Linked DNA regions of Sus scrofa: region 2 is linked to region 1. A link is a contact called in public Hi-C data. All regions are on one chromosome and are shown on one strand. Each heading gives the region's core, a stretch centred on a gene start, on an enhancer-like site or on the middle of the called end of the contact. The rest is flanking DNA. Distances are from core to core; before and after follow the strand shown. Region 1 overlaps LOC106506390 (a long non-coding RNA gene). Region 2 has its middle 150 kb from the start of PID1.

Region 1 (3,103 bases), core at 218-2,717:
CAGTATGGAGGCACCTTAGAAAACTATGTATAGAACTATCATGTGACCCAGCAATCCAACTCTTGGGCATATATCCAGACAAAACTTTCCTTGAAAAAGACACATGCACTTGTATGTTCATTGCAGCACTATTCACAGTAGCAAAGACATGGAAACAACCTAAATGTCCATCAGCAGATGATTGGATTAAGAATATGTGGTATATATACACAATGGAATGCTACTCAGCCATAAAAAAGAACAAAATAATGCCATTTGCAGCAACATGGATGGAACTAGAGATGCTCATACTAAGTAAAGTAAGTCAGAAAGAGAACGACAAATACCATATGATACCACTTATACCTGGAATCTAATATACATCACAAATGAACCTTTCACAGAAAAGAAAATCATGGACATGGAGGACAGACTTGTGGTTTCCAAGAGGGGGGGAGTTCAATGTACTTGGAATTTGGGGTTAATAGATGCAGACTATCGTCTTTGGAATGGATAAGCAATGAGATCTTGCTGTATAGCACTGGGAACTACATCTAGTCACTTATGATAGAGCATGATAATGTAAGAAAAAAGAATGTATATATGTATGTGTGACTGGGTCTCTGCTGTACAGTATAAAATTGACAGAACACTGTAAAGCAGCTATAATGGGAAAAAAAAGTCATTTCAAATAAGGAAAAAAAAAGACCCCCACCAATATGTTCCTTTGCAAACATAATTAGGTAATCCTCTGGCAAGAAAAATAAACTCCCAGCTTATGCAAAAAAAAAAAAAAAAAAAAAAAAAAGAATAACAACCTTCAAAAGAATTATAAGAAATTGTTTTCTACCATGGAGTTTAAGACACATCTGTTTATGACACAAACAACCCAATAGAACACAGAAGAACAGCATATAAAATAAGAATCACAGTTGCCTACGTGTCACTGCTATTTTTCAAGAGAGGACATATAAATTCATCATTTTAAAATCCGTTTTTCAAAAAGCAAGTTCCAATGATACCACACAATTAAAAAAAAACAGAAACAGACTCAAAGATTCAAAACCAAATGTATGGTTATCAAAGGGGAAATATGGTGGGGGGAGGGATAAAATAGGGGTTTGGCATTCATATATACACACATTACTATATAATAAATAGACGGGTAACAAGGATCTACCAAATGGCACAGGGAAATTTACTCAATACTGTCTAATGAACTATATGGCAAAAGAATCTGGAAAGGAATGGATATATATATATATATATATGTGTGTGTGTGTGTGTATATATATATATAACTGATTTACTTTGCTGTACATCTGAAATTAACACAGTTTTGCAAGTCAACTATATTCCAATATTTTTTTTAAAAAAAGTAAGTTCCAAGTCTATTCATTTGTCAGGAACAATTTCACATGGCAACATGCAGGTTGTCCTCAAAATAAATACTTACTCAAACTTCACTTATTCAAATATTTATTCATGTACCAGACACTGACCAAAGGACATAGGCTCTAATTACGGATGGGAAGGGCCAGTAACTTGCACGTACAGAGAGTCTCATGATTTATTTGAAATTTGACCCAACAGATGAGGGAAAACTGGAAAGTTTCCTTTGTCCTCAAATACCACAAAAGCATGCTTCCACTTATACCTAGAATTCCTTCAAAATCTATTCACCAAATATTGTAAGGTATATAAAGAAGGGAAATAAGGCACAAGGGCGCTTAAAGACAGTTTGTCTTTTTCATGAAAAGTTAAATATCTACTTACCCTATAACCCAGGAGTTTTCACTCTAGTAGATATGAAAGCAACCACAGAAAGAGCTGTATATGGATGTCTAAAACAGCTAAATTAGTAATATCCAAATGCTGGAAAAAATCCAATATTCCATCAACAGTTCAATGAGTAAACAAATTGTGGTATATCCACACAATGGAATAATTATAAGTAATAAAGGGCAAACTACTGACGCATGCAATAATTTGGATGGATCTCAAAATGACCATGCTAAATAGGAAACAAGACCCAGAGAGAATGGTATAATTCTACTTATATAAATTCTAGAAAATGCAAACTAATCCATAGGAACAGAATATCAGTCATTGCCTAGAAATATTGATGAAAGAAGGATTGAAAAAAGGCTCAAGGAAACCTTTAAGAGTGGTGGAAATATTTGTTATCTTCATTGTGGTGGTGTTTTATGGAAGAGTAAATTTGCTAATGCTCATCAAAGGGGGCTCTTTATTTTATTTTAAAAAAACTTTTATTTTATTGAAGTATAGTTGATTCACAATGTTGGGTTAGTTTCAGGTGTACAGTAAAGTGATTCAGTTATTTATATATATATATATAAACACAATTATATACACATACTTATATACACATATATACTGAGTTTAGTATGGTATATATAAGTGCCAAATGCATCACTGTTGAAAAATACATATTTGTAAATAATATTAGCACTTACATAATGCTCACTATCTAGCAACATTTGTTAATTTAATTAAGTTAATAAAAATCCTATAAGGTAAATTTTCTTATTATTATAATTAAAAACATGTAGGATAATTGTCCCTTACTGTAGGTTGGGACACTGAGAGTCTAGTCTTCAAGGTTACCCAGTTGGGAAATTACAGAACTTATCCTTAAAATGCATGCAGTCTGTCTCCAAACACGTTTTGATTCCCACACATACCGCCACAGAAGAAAGGAAAGAAGGAATTGAAGAATTCAGAGAAGAGAGCCTTCTCTGTGTGCTTGGCAGTCAGAGAAAAAGTCATCTCTTTTTAAAAAGACAGGATGTTTGGTGAGCTTTGAAAGATAGGGACACTTTGGAAAAGGAAAAGAGTAGAAGTGTATCTCAGACAACACCAATGCTGCCAGGCATGAAAGGGCCTGGGAAGGTATTTGTCCAGTCTTTCGTGATATTTTTTACAGGGTGAGTAGACCAAAATCTGCTGACATTTTATCTTATAAATATTGCATGCAGAGTATAAATAGCTGGACCAGTGGGGAAGAAGGGCAAGAGGAGGGAGTTTCTCCCCTGGCAGAGGTCCTATGGCAGGAAAGGAAGAGAAGGTGGAACTGGAGCTGACTGTTTAAGGATTAATGAGG
Region 2 (3,103 bases), core at 382-2,881, 100 kb after region 1:
AGCTGAAAGTACCTAAGGTCATACAGTATCCTTAGTTCAGTTAGAAAATAGTATCCAGCCACAAGTAACATTTAATAATAAGGGAAAATCTTTATGTTACTCTTCCCCTATGGTTTCTGTCTTTTCAGAAGTTTAAACATATATTCAGAGCATTAAAAACAATCTAGTCCATGAGTTAACACAGAGTTTGTTAACATTAAAACATCATCGTAAACCCTAATCTTAGGGGTGGCGTAAAGATTTTTTTTGTTTGTTTGCTTCCAATTTTTTTCTTGAAAATGTCCCAAAAAAGGCAAGAAAAATGAGAGAATGAGTGATAATGTGAAAATTCAAAATCCATCCTTGATGAAGCTAGATAAAATTGGTAACTCTGAAACCTATTATGAGAAGTGTGGCCAGATTCAGTGCAGATCAAAGAGGACAAAGAGGTGTGGCTGGGTGAGGATCCTCATGGCACGAACTTTTGAGAAGCAGGAAAGGAGACATGAAGGAAGAATCACTTGTAAATCAAACAACCCCAAAGCCATCAACCAAGGAGGAAGGTGGAGGAGAGACAGGCCTTCACTGATGACAAGTTCTGCATCAGCTCATCTCAGCTGGCAAGGTGCAAAGGCTACAATAACTCAAATACATAACTTTGAACAAAGAGGAGAGTTCTCAATAGCTTATGGCAAGGGCTTTGCTCCTTTATTAATTAAATTTCAAGAGACAGCTGTTCAAGAATAATTGGGTCAAATTTTGTGATTATTAGTATTAGGAATCTCACAGTAACATACGTGGCTTATACTAGGTGCTAGGCATGCTACATGCATTCAATACCCACAACAATCCTATCGTTAGGCACTCCTATGATCCTCATTTGACAGATAAAGAAACTGAAGCACAAAGAGGTTATGTAATCTAGTGGATTTAAGTCAGTTGCCCAGGGTCATATAACTAGAAAGAGATGGTCAGAATTTGGACACAGACAGCTCGGCCACAGAGTCTATGCTCTGAACCACTATACCCACTCATCTCCAATGTTTTGGTGTCAGGACCTCATCATGCTCTAAGAATTACTGAGGATCACAAAGAGCCTTGGTATTTTGTAATTCATTTAAAATTAGCAATAATAAACCCATTAGACATTAACTTGAATTTTAATGCAATATAACTATATTTTGCAAACCAAAAGAAAACAAATAGTGAGAAGAGTGGCATGGTTCTACATTCTTAAAAATTTTTAATGCCTGGCTTAATAGAAAAAAGCTGGATTTTAGTATCTGCTTCTGCACTTACTCTGATGAGACATTGTCGCTTCGGTTGACACATATGAAAAAATCTGGCTTTACACATTATGTAGTTGGAAAGGGAGCAGTATTTTAATATAAACCCTTTCAAATAATTATCAACATTCTTCTTTAACATTCCAAAACTTAAGAAGTTGTAGTTTCTTAAAGGGTAGTTTCACTGTGGAATATGAAACCATAACAATAAACTTTTCTTACTCTATTGCATTAAAATCCTTTGGTCTAACTTGCACTTTGAATGACTCTTACTCATGCATGATTTTGTAACATCAAGCTTTGATCATTTGGTTCATTGAGTAATGTAGCTCTTTTAAATATTGAATCATTTTATTGTGAAATATTGAGAAATCGCATTGTCAACATCACTACTAAACTCATCAAAAGTACTGGGATGCTGTCAAGCTCAGAATGGCGTGATAAGGCTTTTCCAAACTTCTTGTTTTAGCTTGAAAGTCTGATTTTGTTTTCCATTGGCAACAAGGATTATCTTCCTTGATGTGACAGTCTGACTTGATGTATTTTTGAAGGACATATCTGCCAAGTGCTCAAATCTGAATAATCTTGGTTTTTCTGTCAGTTATTCTTTCATGTAAAGACAGTAGTCCATGAAGAGGGAGCTCGTTTGCTTTGAGACAACCATCACACTTTCCTATTCCGCACAAGTGCTCTATGTGTAATTCACATTTCATTGCGCAAAATATTTTAAAGACATGTACTGAAAGGGCAAGATTTAATAGAATTAGCAATGATCTCTGCTTTGTTGAAAATACTCTCACAGAAAACTAAAACTGAGAATTATTTTTATTTTTTAAGGCCGCACCTGAAGGCACACGGAATTTCCTGGACTATGGGTCCAATAGGAACGGTAGGTGCTGGCCTACACCACAGTCACAGCAAGGTAGGATCCAAGCCACATCTGTGGCATACACCACAGCTCTTGGCAATGCCAGATCCTTAACCCACTGAGTGAGGCCAAGGATTGAACCCACATCCTCATGGACACTAGTCCAGTTCTTAACCACCGAGCCACAATGGAAACTCCTAAAACTGGGAATTTCTTTAAACTGTGAATTTATCACTGTGAAAACTACAGTGACTACCACTACATTTTGGTGCTGTTGCCTTAATTTATGCTAAGAACCAAGAGTTTCAGCCACCATTTCTTCACACCAGTGGTGCAAATGTCAAATAATGAAGAAAAAAAAAAACACAAATGTTTTAGCATTGTTATCAAAATAGTTTGGACCTTGAAACAAACCTTAAAAATGTTTTCATGGACCACCAAGACTCCACAAATTACACTTTGAGAAATACTGAGATACATTATACTTCCTGTGAAGCTAAAAATGAGCGGGTACAGTATATATACAAAGATATTGCAAAAGAACATGTTATGAAATAAATGTTTAGGTCCTTTCAAACTGAGATGCTGAAGCCCTATTCCCCAAAGTGATGGTATTTGAAGATGGGTCCTTTGGTAGGCAATTAGTTTTAGAGGAGGGTGGAGCCTTCATGACAGGATCAGTGCCCTTATAAGAAAAGACACCAGAAAGCCATCTCTCTGTCTCTGTCTCTTTCTTTGCCATGTGAGGACACAGTGAGACATAGCTGTCTGCAAGCCATGCAGGGAGCTCTTACCAGAACTTGACCACATTAGCACCCTCATCTCAGATTCCCAGCCTCCAGAACTGTGAGAAAATACTTTTCTGTTGTTTAAGCCACCCAGTCTGTGGTATTTTATTATGACAATTTAGGCTGACCAATATAAAAAGCAACACAAAAAAAAATTGCAGATGAATATAGACTCACTAGAA

Evidence for each region. A called contact is a pair of places that touch in the nucleus more often than the background predicts.
Region 2: a contact with region 1 is called in a Hi-C map of liver, with 6 times the contacts expected there. The contact joins two enhancer-like sites. A contact is called at or near these places in 1 of 5 promoter capture datasets (liver) and 2 of 47 Hi-C or Micro-C datasets (both in liver).

Annotation. Positions count from the first base shown.
Region 1 is chr15:129,956,359-129,959,461 of Sscrofa11.1, forward strand. It overlaps LOC106506390 (a long non-coding RNA gene), which reads right to left. Exons shown (of 6, transcript XR_002339119.1): 6 at 2,372-3,103. Among named protein-coding and RNA genes, the nearest start is that of PID1, 260 kb to the right of the region's middle. Within about 2 kb of position 1,468, at least 1 of the 83 cell types and tissues checked has an H3K27ac peak or open chromatin away from gene starts, as enhancers often do. A contact at or near this core is called in liver, where this site is marked.
Region 2 is chr15:130,059,745-130,062,847 of Sscrofa11.1, forward strand. No RefSeq gene overlaps it. Among named protein-coding and RNA genes, the nearest start is that of PID1, 150 kb to the right of the region's middle. Within about 2 kb of position 1,632, at least 5 of the 83 cell types and tissues checked have an H3K27ac peak or open chromatin away from gene starts, as enhancers often do. A contact at or near this core is called in liver, where this site is marked.